Regions from separate parts of the Mus musculus genome. Here region 2 is linked to region 1. The links are chromatin contacts, called in public HiChIP or PLAC-seq maps. All regions are on one chromosome and are shown on one strand. Each heading gives the region's core, a stretch centred on a gene start, on an enhancer-like site or on the middle of the called end of the contact. The rest is flanking DNA. Distances are from core to core; before and after follow the strand shown. Region 1 has its middle 70 kb from the start of 4930440C22Rik. Region 2 holds the start of St8sia4 (ST8 alpha-N-acetyl-neuraminide alpha-2,8-sialyltransferase 4).

Region 1 (6,402 bases), core at 3,613-6,112:
CAGTGGTAATATTAGGAGGTATGGGGTCATTGGAGTAGGTGTGGTCTTGTTGGAGAAAGTGTGTCACTGAGGGCCTTGAGGCCCTCCTCCTATCCATTCTGGAGACTGTCTTCACTTGGTACCTTTTAGAATAAGATGTAGAACTTTCAGCTCCTCCAGCACCATGCCTGCTTGGAAGCTGCCATGCTTCCTGCCTTGATGATAATGAACTGAACCTCTTATCCTGTAAGCCAGCCCCAATTAAATGTTGTCCTTTATAAGAGTTACCTTGGTCATAGTGTCTCTTCCCATGGTAATCCTATGGAAACCTTAACTAAGACACTCCCCCAAAACATAAAATTTTACTTCATAGGTAAAAAGAATAGAAAAATTTATATATTGGAAAACTTGCCAAAAAATAAGGATGAAAACACAGATATATCTCATATAAATGCATTTCAATTTTGGAACTAAAATTTTCTTTAATAGAATGTGGTAGATGATTTTAAAATTATGCCTTCAGTTTCAGAAATTCTGTCAGATTCCTATTAAAAATGAATGGATACCTTACAAATTGGTTTAGCTTTTGATATGATAACTTGAGTGCCCTTTCCAACATCACAAGTCACCTTTCCCCTGACGTTGTTTATTTAATTGGAAGACACAGCTTATATGCTATTTTGTCCCAGTATAACACCAGATGAAATAGGAAAAAGTATCCCAGCAACTGCAGTATATTTGTTTTTATATAAGGTTCTGTTTGAAGAGCCTGGGAACACAGTTTATGTGAATTACCAAGAGGGATTGCAATAATTTCTCTGTAGAGTATGGCTGTCATACCATGTGTTCGCTGGAATGTGGTGAGAATTTTAAGGAAGGCAAAGTGAAAGCTGGGCATTTGTTTTGTACTGAAAGGTTGGCTGCATTCTCCACTTTGTCATCTATTCAAAACAGGCACCAAAATAACACTTTCTCCCACACATGACTAACTCTGTATCCAAGGGACAAACAAAGGTGAATTTGGTTGAAATTTGAAAAAGAAATTCAGTGTATGAAAGCTGCATATTGGCCATGGTTTGTCATAGAACAAGAGCCAAGCTATAGGAGCAGGCATATCAATAGATGTCACACTACAAGTAAAGACTTCTGGTGAATATTGAATCCAGGTAATATATAGTGCTATAAGTTGCATAGTCAACTAAGGTATATACATATGTATATATGTATATATATGTATGTATGTATGTATGTATATATGTGTGTATATGTGTATGTGTGTATATATATATATATATATATATATATATATATATATATATATATATATATATGTCCTGTACCTAATATTGAAACTCTCTGTGATTGTTGAAGTTACTGGCTGAGATAACTATTACTGGCTTCACAATCTTGCGAAGCTTACTCTGTGGAACATACTGGCTATAACTAACTCTTACCTTGACTCAGCCTGTCTCTAACTGTATCTGCTAGGTAGACTAAAGAACTATTCTTGTAAATAACAAGTATATATTTCTAAAAGAAAATTGCTTTTGCATTAATATTTCATTACATTATGTTTAAATTATGTGGTAAGCAGGACCTTGTTGTGTCTACGAATAATATTCATAAATTCAGATACTACTGATTTCTGTTTCTTCCACTGCCCCACCTCCCCCCAAAAACACTTGATATAGTTAGTTGAAAGAAATAAAACAAATATTCACTTAAAACAAAACAGTTTTTCTTGGCAATGTGACTGTGACAGTTGGATACATTTAGCATTGATACTTTTCTGCTCCTATAAACAAGACAGAGACTAAGCCTGCCAAGTAAGCTTACCTTCTACTCCTTGCAAAGGAGAAAGGAAAGGAAGCTGGTTTCTGGGCAACAATGAAGTGAAGCAGATTTGCATTTCTCAGACCAAAGAAAGCCTTAGCATCTATAGACTCAACTTTGTGAAGTCTCTCTGCATACAAAACAAATCCCCCCTTTCCAGTCTACAAGTTTATTTAGCAGTTATTTATATTTTATAGAATTTTCATAAAAATAAGAAGTAGCAGATACACACACACACACACACACACACACACACACACACACACACTCCATTTTCCCCTGTTGGCAACTTCAGTAACATGCTCTCTCATCACCCTAGTAGTGATCACTGGCTCTGCCTCTGAGGGTCTGAAAGAGGATGCAGAATGAAGTTGGTTATAAACGCTCTCATGTGGGGGTCACTCCATCCACAACCCTTATTATCTCAATGAAGGACTGACAATAATTGAAGAAAAAATTCAAGAAATTGCTTTTTTGTGGGACCATAGAGGGCATGAGATGTGAGGATGAGCCATTCTCATGCCTCTGCATCCGCCTCCACTGAGACAGTTTCACCTTCTTTTAAAGGTTTCCTTGAAAAAGCTATTGGTAGATGATAAACACTAGAACTAATACCAAAATGAAACTACTCTAATGAAGAAATTGGAATATATTGCTGAATGGAGCTGGTACCTTGGCCATCGGTGCTTTTTTTCTGTGTTGGTCCCCATGGACCCGGGAAGTTCAGATAATCTCTTAGACTCTCTCTTCCGTATTTCTTGCCTCCACTTGTCTTCATTAGTCTTTACTACTCATGGTTGACCTCACGACATGCTGAGGGTTTTACCAGCTTCTCTCATATATACCCTCTCACTTTAACATTCCTGTTATGCAACTAAGATAGTTTAGCTATACACGTTTTAGGAAGGGATGGGTTCATTTTCTGCTAGAGTACATGAATATCTCATGGGAGACAATTTGTAAAGAATAATATTCCACACATGATTCTGGTTACTGTGAGGTTCAAGGTTTAGCTGTAATACATGGAGAGGGTCTTCCAGCTAATGAGACCTCCATGGAAAGTTCTGGGTTGGTGCAGGGCCACACAGGGCGAGAATTGATCATTAATAATCACGATGCTTTCAAGTATTCCTATATTCAGAGTCCTTTGGTAATCAGTGGTAACAGCTGAATCATGTGTTAACCTAGAGCTTTAGTTTTAGTTTAGGGTTTTTTAAAAATATGTTTTAAAAATTACATTTAACTGGTTAATTAATTTGTGTGTGTGTGTGTGTGTGTGTGTGTGTGTGTGTGTGTGTGTGCATGTGTGTGTCTTATTCAGTGCTCTATTGCTATGAAGTGATACACAATGACCATAGGAAACAATCATTTAATTGGGGGCTTGCTTATGATTTCAGAGGTTTGGTCCATTGTCATCATGGCAGGGAACATGGCAGCATGCAGGCAGCTATGGATCTGGAGAGGTTGCTGAGAGTTCTATGGATCTGCAGGCAGCAGGAAGAGAGTGGTGCTGAGACTAGCTTGAGCTTTTGAACCCTCAAATCCCACCTCCATGAGACACTTCCTCCATCCTAATCTTTGTCCTAATCTTTCTCCAGCAGTGCCATGCCATGATACCCAAGCATTCAAATATATAAACCTTTGGAGCCATTCTTATTAAAACAACCCTGTCAGTTACATTTTAACTGTACTTTGTTTCTCTGTTTCTTTCCTTGTTTCTTTCTTTGCTTCTTTGGTTACTCTAACTAGGGATTGGTCTACCTTTGTTTATGTTTTCAAATAATAAAGTATTTATTTTTTAATTGTATATATTCTCAGTTATTCTGTATTTTTTGTCACCTACTGTATTTATGTTCAGTTTATTGATTCTTATTGTTTTTAGAATCTGGGTCTGTGCCATTATGCTATTTATTTGAGATCTCTTTATAAGCTGTTATATTCTAAACCTTCTCCCTCAGAACTTCCTTGGTGCTGTGTCTAAGAGGGTCTGGAAAGTTACATCCTCATTTAAATTTATTCTAAGAATTTCTTGGCTAAATTTTCCTTTCATGTGTTGAATAACTTCTCCATGTACTGACCATTTATCCCCTCTGGTAACTTTCTTCCCTGTGACTTTGATTGATCCCTTTCCTTCATTTTTTTTTTCTGCTTAAGACATAATCATTACTCCTCTTTAAAGTAGAACTTTATTTTTTTTATTTTCAATGATTTTTATTTTTCAGCATTAGAGGTTTTAGAAATATAATAGTGGATTGTTTTCTCTTATGTTGTGTGTGTGTGTGTGTGTGTGTGTGTGTGTGTGTGTGTGTGTATGTGTAGTGCATTCATGTACTTGTTGACATCAGGCGTTTTTCACTATTACTCTCTACACTTTCATCTACATCTTTCATTGGGTCAAGAGCTCACCACTCAGCTAGACTTCCTGACTAGTGATCTTTCTTCTCTGCAGTTTTCTGTTGCTATTTAGGGTGAAGGTGAACATCAATAACGAGTTTAATGATTTCACAGAAGCCCTTGAGTTAACTTGCAGTAGAAACTTTTATGATTGCACTTCTCTGTCAAATAGGATTCAGAAATAGCAGCACCAGAGCATCTCTTAGAGAATATGTATTTTATATACATTTCATTTTAGAGCAAACGGTACCAAAACTTACAAAAATATAGAATGTGAAATAAGGAAACAAAGAAGTAAGATAAGAATGAGGAGGAATGTATATGTGCTAGAGGTATAAGTAGTAGACTATCAAAAGAAACGATAGCAAGATGAATATTAAAAACTAACAGTTGAACAACAAAGGACAAGTTTAAATATTTAAAATGTGATTGTTGATATTAAAAATAAAATGAAACAGATGTATTATGATATCAATTATTGTCTCTTCTTAGTTGGGATCATACTCCCTTTTTCATTCCCATGGATTTTCCTTTTTCTTTCTTTCTTTCTTTCTTTCTTTCTTTCTTTCTTTCTTTCTTTTTTTTAAGCTGTCAATATTGTGGCTTATTCAGATTCTGTATGACAACAGAAAGCCACTTCCTCTTTCTTGGTTCCCTCTTGCAGTCTTTGAAGTACCTACACAGTTATTGTTATTTTCTCTTGAAATACTAGAGGTATTTTCATATTGTTTTTAAAGATCTGATCTGGAACCAACTAGTATGGTAGTGATTAGACTTAAGGACTATATAAGTGTTTGAATTGTGGTTAGTACAAGTGAGAATTAAATTATCAATTTATATTTAAGTTTTAATTTTAAAACTATGACAGTGTAAAATATTGGTGTCTGTTATGACCAATGGTAGGATTACATTTCACATTGGCCACGGGAAATATTTTCTTTAGTTCATTTTTCTTTCTTTCTTTCTTTCTTTCTTTCTTTCTTTCTTTCTTTCTTTCTTTCTTTCTTCCTTTTTTTCTTTTCTTTTTTTTAACACCATTGCATACATTAGCAAGATTTTGCTGAAAGGACCCTGATATAGCTGTCTCTTGTGAGGCTATACCCGGGCCTAGCAAACACAGAAGTGGATGCTCACAGTCAGCTATTGGATGGATCACAGGGTCCCCAGTGGAGGAGCTGGAGAATGTACTCAAGGAGCTAAAGGGGTCTGCAACCCTATAGGTGGAACAACAATATGTTTTTTTCTTTTAATCTTTATAATTTTTTATTAATCTTCATAGGCTGTGGTTGGGGCTGCTAGTCTCAATAATTCCAACTAGTGTGTGTGTTTTTCCTAATTAGAAGGATTTCCCATGAGTGACTCCTGCTTTGTGCTTAAATCTGAGACTGCCATCTCCACATAGGAATCTTGTCTCTGGTATTTTAATGATTAGATTTCATAGGAAAGGTTTTCTGTGACTGAGGTTCGGAGGGGCCATCTACCTACATTAACCCTTTCTTCTTACCTATTATACCACTTAACCAAGTTCTGTAACTATGTAATTCATCCTCTTGGGAAGGATATTGAGACTCTCTCAGTGCCAGACTCCTGTATCACTCTTCTGCTTATAGTTGCCACATCCTGCTCTGTCTGGGGGTCTTCATTACATGCATTGGGACCTTGATTCAAGTTCTACCACATGTCTCTAGTACAACTTGTTCAGGCAAAGTTCCAGTGTGGGTTCTTTCCCAAAGCCTATTCCTCTTCAGGTCTCATTTTCATATAAGCTACACACCCATCCTCTGGCTTGAGCATCTAGAGTCTATACTGTCTCTTTATACTTCTTGTAACTGTGAACACATTACTCTGGTTTGAACTTTATTATGTGTTCAGGAATGCTAGCTTGGTTTCATGGCAGAAAAAAACAACAACAACATGTATTTCTATTTTCTTTTAAGATTAGGATCTATTAATATTATATGGCAACTTTATTGCCATCAGATCCTCAAATGTGACTTCTAGTCTGCCACTTTATACCAAGATCCTCATCATAACATCTAAACTCTTTTATCAACCAACACTGGGAGAGCAATCTGCTTCCTCTTGGAAGTTAGTTTACTGGTCTGTCTTTCTTTCATGATTTTCTTTCAAGTTTTATTGATTTCATTATTATCTTACTCAATTTTGCTTGTTATTACTTTTAATGTTTTAACTTTC
Region 2 (6,074 bases), core at 982-3,481, 800 kb after region 1:
GAAACGTGGAGTGTCCTGGATCTGATATTTTCCTTTGGGGCACCCGGGATACAGGCCTCCTTCCTGGAGGCAATTTATCCGAGCAAGGGAATGACTCCTTTGCAGGGTTTGGACATAGTGTTCATCACCACGCCCACTCCTGCTCGCTAGGGTCCCAAACCACTGGAGTCCTGTAGAAGCTTGGCCGCTTTGTCTAAGCGCCGGCTCCTTGGAACCCAATCAGTTCTGAAGGGAACAAAGAGCCTCGATTCGCAAGCCCCAGCCTCCGCCTCTCCCAGGAGTTCCCACGCGCGGGTTCACCACCTTCAAGACCCCTTTGTCTGCCTGGCAAAAACAGGTCTGCTGGGTTTATTCACACCCCTCCCAATTTTTCTTTTCCACCATTGACATGGATTTTCCAACCATCCACTTCTAGGTAAACGACTTCACCTAATTCTTTTTATTTATGTATGTATGTATTTATTTTTCCTCTCATACAAACCTTGAATAGGTTTGTTGAAGCATAAGGACCATTCGGCCCACTCCTTATTAGTGTTCCTTTCTCCTAGAGTCCCCTTTGAGCCTAGTACTATTAGCTTTATGCAGAATAGCAAGTCCTTCCGGGAGGATACACCTGCGTCTTACTCACTTCATTGTGACTGATTACTCAGAGAGGAGCGGGGATATTAAGAAAAGAGCTGCGTAAAGTTTCCTAGTGTGTGTTTGAGAAGCTCTCTGCCCCGCCCCCCACACAAAACCGCGCACACACAAAAATGCCAAAGCATCCTTCTTCGTTTCAAAGATGCCAGAGACAATGTAAAAACAGAAGGAAATCTCAGCCAGTGCAGTTTCCGACTGTGGAAAGCTCCGGACTTGGGAGGATTTCCGAAACAGGACTTTTAACAGAGTTGACAACAGGGCCATATCCTCAGATGTGCGCTTCCAAGCCTTGTCAGAGACAAGAAGTTACAAATCGCTCGCTCTGCTCCCGGATAGACTTCAAAGGCAGAGAAGCCAGGGGAGAGAGGAAGGAAGTGAGATATTTACAGAACTTAATGGGGCGGAGATTTTGATCACATCTTGACAAACTCAAAAAAAAAGAGCAGATATGGTCTGTAAAGGCGCAGTTCCCAGTTCCCTTCTAAAACTGTAACCATGAAACCCGGGAGTTTTATACGTAGAGGAGTGAATAAGGAATTTTCCTTATTGATACTGAAATGTCTAACTTAAAGAAAGAAAGAAAGAAAGAAAGAAAGAAAGAAAGAAAGAAAGAAAATAGATCTTACAGGCGTCCCCTCCCCCAACAAAAACAAACAAAAAAGAGTAAAGACCCACTTCACTTCTGTGACCATAAACTTTGGAGAACGCCGCTTTTTATGGTGTCCTCATAGACTGGCGGGACACAGAAGGAAAGAAAGAAAGAGAAGGCTTGAGGAGTAAAGACATCTCTGAATTCTGCTCAAGCGTTAAACTGACAAGGGCACTCGTTCTTTGTTGACACTTCTGCAGTGACTTCTTTGGTGAGCTGCACCCTGTGCCAATACATCTTTCACCACCACCACCACCACCACCACCACCACCACCACCACCACCACCACCATTGCACAGGGCAAGTTAAACTCATCCTAGAACCAGCATGGGAAACATGCACACACACCTCCAAAGAGCCTTTGTTATTTAATTCATGACACTCTGCACAAGCACGCCCAAACCAATACACACAGCACTCCAAAAACGTCACTCTCCCGGCTCTAAGCACACTTCACTATGGCTTGATTTGGTGTCATATCCTTGAACATGCATTTACCCGATGAGTTGCGTCTCTTGGTGCTCCTCAGTTCTGGCTATTTCTTTTGTCTTATAAAAGATCAGGAGTAGACTTATAGTGCAGATGGTCCACCGTTTTCTAATTGAGCGCATCTTGGGTGCCCGGGAAAGTCCTGGTTGTCCCAGCTCAGGCACCTTCTCCTGGTATAAAGGCTCCGTTTTGGGATGATAATCAAGGGGGAGAAATCTGAAAATTGCGAAGGGAGCGTGGAGCCGAGATCCCAGAATCAGGTCGCTAGGATGTTCAGCGGTGGAGCTCTCCCGGTTCTCCAGCGCTGCCCAGCTCCCTGCCGCGCAGTTAGCGCTTACCGGGCCCGGGTCGCTCTGCGCCGCCTCCCTGGGGCTCAGGTTTCTTTTCAAATGTGACACCTTGTGCATTGGAGGTGGCGGTTTCTTCTGCAGCTGGGCTCGGGGGCGTCACTGGCCCTTTCCTCGCCGTAGCAGGGAAACGATAAGCAAGGCCAGCCAATCACCGTGCTGAGGGGGCGGAGGCTGCTGTTGCCTTGCGTTACTGGCGGCTGCTCGGAGAGTCGTTGTGAGCTCGGTCTGCACTATGCCGGGTGGAGGAAGCTCACAGTCGCACGCGGACGCGTTCTTGCGCACATGCCCCCAAACCACAGACACACACAGAACCACACTATCTCCTAGGACGCCCAAACGTCAAGGCTCCAGATCCGCCAGCTTCGACACCAGCATTCATCTCATCTGAGAAAGATGAGACTCATCCCACCAGAGGAACGCAATGGCTAGGGATAAGGATAGCTCGAGAAAGCAGCCTATCATTCAAAGCGTGTTTGCTAAACATACGTAAACGCACGGGCGAATAAACCCGACCGAAGCACAGTGAAATCCAACAGGGAAGTGGAAGGGGAACGTTCATTATTCAGTGCACAACTCTGTCTGGAAAATACGATTATTCACAGGAGCTGATGAGCTGATCTCGCCCGCAGAGTGGATGGGTAATGAGGATCCCAGCTTGAAGCTTGAGGTAAGCAAGTGAAGTCGGAGGCATCCTTACGAACATTATGGACACTTCTGTGACCCACGCGTTGTCGTTTGGAAACTCCTCACGAAGTGAAGGCAAATCCAATGCCATTTAAACTTCACTGCTGAGACCAGAATTCTGAGAAAAGGCAGCGTCCTCCGGCACACCCACCAACACATTCGTAATCCTAGGGAAGAAGAAAGGAAGGGTAAAAAGCAGGAAAGGCAGGCTCCTCTTGAAAATCCAACTGAAGTGTATTGGGCTCTGATTTTCACCCCTCTTCCCGCCTACCTTTTTTTTTTTTTTTTTTTTTTTTTTTTTTTTTTTTTTTTTACTTCTATTGTATTGTGCAGCTGGCGCGCTTTCTGAGTATTCTAGCTGAGCACCTCTCCATTCCTAGTTTCTGGCACATTCAAGAGAGCTGACTGCTCAGGCTTATCACACCTAACATCTACATGCTTCCTCAGCAGGAGACAGAGCCTGGAAACCAGACTCCTTCCTATCTGTGTGCCTTGGCCCCAGGATTCCAGAGGCTCTGAAGTCTGACTTCCTGCTCCTTCACTGAGCAGTACCTTTGCTAGTCCATTAGCCCATTAAGTTTGCACTTTCCACATCAGCAAATGAGAAGGCTCACCACCAGGATTTGGGTATCCTTGGACTTAGGAAGAATTCAGAGTGACTCAAGGAGCAGCATTAAGTAGAAAGACATGACCCTTGCTTAAAACCCGAGGTTCTAGAACCTTTGCCTAGCTGCTGAGGTCTTTAAAAGTAAACCAACAGAGCTTAGTATAAGACCCTGTTTATGTGTGTCAGTTTCTATTCAAGGTTTAGGAAGTTAAGTCTCCTAAGTTTTGAGAACCTAATCTCTGCAGGACAGGCAACCAAAGAGCCAAGTCTAAAATGCATCAAGGAGCAAGCAATTATGAGTCTTTATTGACATTACAAGTGGCCTGCTGGGAGCCTTTCCAGTGGATTGATGTCCACGCAAATCCTGCTTACCTTAATGCATTTTAGTTACACAGACTTCTCAAGTAGCAGCAGGGAGAAAAATAAAACAGTTTCTCATGGGTTAAAGGGAAGTGGTATTGGCTGGGGTGTATAAAAATGCTGTTTGTTGCAAGAAAAAATATCATGTTCACATGCAGAAAATATCATTTTCATTTTTTCCTCTATTAGTTCATTTTCTCTCAGGTAAATGCCCAACTTTAAAAACCTTTTGTTTTTATATATTGACCTTTGCTTATGTTTCCATACATAGAACCAAATATAATACATGTCTAATCACAAAAGACTTTGACTTTAGCTAGAATGCAGAGTCATAAATGAGTGAAATTTCTCCCAGATCAGGAAATCTATCATCATTATTCTCAATTCTTCAATATCGGCTGGCTTGGGTAATTGGCAATACTATTCTTTTGCATACAGTGTAATGGTTTGTAAGCAAGCATGAACCTTTTACAATTAACTACCACTTACAGACTATCAGTTAAATAATCTTCAATTTGTAAAACTCAACTTGAAGATTGTCTTGTGAGATATATCTTTTTCAATTGTGCTGTTCAGAAACACCTCCGTTTGTAAGAACCATTTTAATTTCTTAAGGCTCACATTTTAATTGTGTGTAGACTCTTGTCTCAGCCTAAGCGTTTTATTGTTCTATTACTATTTCTTATCACAGAGTCTTTTGAGATGTTAAAATTACACACACACACACACACACACACACACCACTGCATCCATGTAGCATGTTTTCTTCTCTCTCTCAAAATTATGCTATGGAATTCATAAACCAGGCTCAGGCCACTGAGACTTTGCTGGTAAATTTACTCACCATCAGTCCTAACAAAGGAGTTGAATCCTTAGGATTCACATGGTAGAAACATAGCATGGATGTCTGCAAGTGGTCCTCTGATCCACACAATAAAATACATGTACACACACACACACACACACACACACAAACACACACACACACATTCACACACAAACACACACACACACCAAAATCAAAACAAAAAACCACATAGGCCCTCCTATTCTTTGAGTGACAGTTCTATGGAGTCAATTAGCAGTTGTCTGGTCTCACTTTTTATAACTTTGTTTTCATAATTTTTATTTTCTGCTTTAATCTACTGAGGACGGCTCAGTTTGTATTTAAATATACAAAGTAAGAAATTCTATTAAAGGTTTCAGACTGTATGCTTTGACTGTTACTAAACTAAGATTGTACAAATCTCAATTTTTGGAAAACGAGTATTAGACAAATGAATAAATATAGTACTTACAAAGGAAAGTACGAATTCCAAGCATAAACTTGCCTAATCCATTAGCAGCAACTGCTTCTGGGGAGAATGGATCAATAGACACTTATTGGAGAGAGCCGTTGGGAATAAGGGGAAAATAATGAGTCTATTTCACATCTGACCTGTAACTCCCCAACATAAAATAAATAATTGATCTTCCTCTCTATTACCACAATCATAATTCCCTATATCCCACTTGAGAAGTGGTCAATACTGATAGATAGCGTATGCATTGTGGTTAAGCACACATTCTCACATCTGTCATTGATGCAATTGGGATGATTTATATTAGCTGCAATGACAATTCTGTCATTAGACAAAATTTGAGTCACTATGCAGGGAAGATAAAAATAGAAGGACTTTTAATATCTCTTGTATGACCTAAATGTAGAATCATTTATTTCTTTAAAACATGCTTTAGAATATGAAGAACATGTAGTGGATTTTTCTGCTTTTAATCTTCTTGACAGAAGACTACATCTACATTGGAATTTCAGAAATGAATGCTTATTATATGTAAAATCCTGTAGAAATTGTCCTGGAGTTGATGAAAACTTCAGAGTAGTAGTGCCCCACATCATGGAACCTGTAGGTTTGTTCTATGGTGTTTTGCAAATGAAGGGTCTTTTTTAATACATGATGCAGTCTCTTTGAATATAGAATCAATGTCAAAAGTATCAGCAAGCTACACAGTAAAATAAGCTAAAACAAACATAGGAGTTTGTATAAGAAGGCATCTTATAAAAAACAGAATTCTGAGATAGTTTTGTAAAAATCCCAGAGAAGAGAATTTATTTAAGACATGTAGTACTACTGTATCTTTGAGACCTAACTTTTATTTTAAGAGCTAACTCTATGTGTATTGTGGTGATGGTTTCTATATTCTTGGCCCAGGGAGCGACACTATTTAGGAGGTGTGGCCTTGTTGAATTCACTGTGGGCTTGTGTTTTAAGACCCTCATCCTAGGTGCCTGGAAGTT

What was found. HiChIP or PLAC-seq counts read pairs in DNA pulled down with a chosen protein or histone mark.
Region 2: an H3K4me3 HiChIP or PLAC-seq map of pro-B cells shows a contact between it and region 1, with 3 times the contacts expected there. The contact joins the promoter of St8sia4 here to the enhancer-like site in region 1. A contact is called at or near these places in 6 of 39 promoter capture datasets (the 3T3-L1 cell line, 3T3-L1-derived adipocytes, the C10 cell line and 3 more), 1 of 15 datasets of contacts at CTCF or cohesin (large pre-B cells), 1 of 484 Hi-C or Micro-C datasets (the G1E-ER4 cell line) and 6 of 115 datasets of contacts at active chromatin or transcription factors (the 230-238 cell line, bone marrow-derived macrophages, embryonic forebrain and 3 more).

Annotation. Positions count from the first base shown.
Region 1 is chr1:94,864,224-94,870,625 of GRCm38.p6, forward strand. No RefSeq gene overlaps it. Among named protein-coding and RNA genes, the nearest start is that of 4930440C22Rik, 70 kb to the left of the region's middle. Within about 2 kb of position 4,863, at least 2 of the 459 cell types and tissues checked have an H3K27ac peak or open chromatin away from gene starts, as enhancers often do. A contact at or near this core is called in pro-B cells, where this site is marked.
Region 2 is chr1:95,665,363-95,671,436 of GRCm38.p6, forward strand. St8sia4 (ST8 alpha-N-acetyl-neuraminide alpha-2,8-sialyltransferase 4) reads right to left here and starts at 2,232. Exons shown (of 5, transcript NM_009183.2): 1 at 1,787-2,232. The coding sequence starts at 1,899. It overlaps Gm30431 (predicted gene, 30431), which reads left to right and starts at 2,339. Exons shown (of 4, transcript NR_166710.1): 1 at 2,339-2,794; 2 at 6,049-6,074.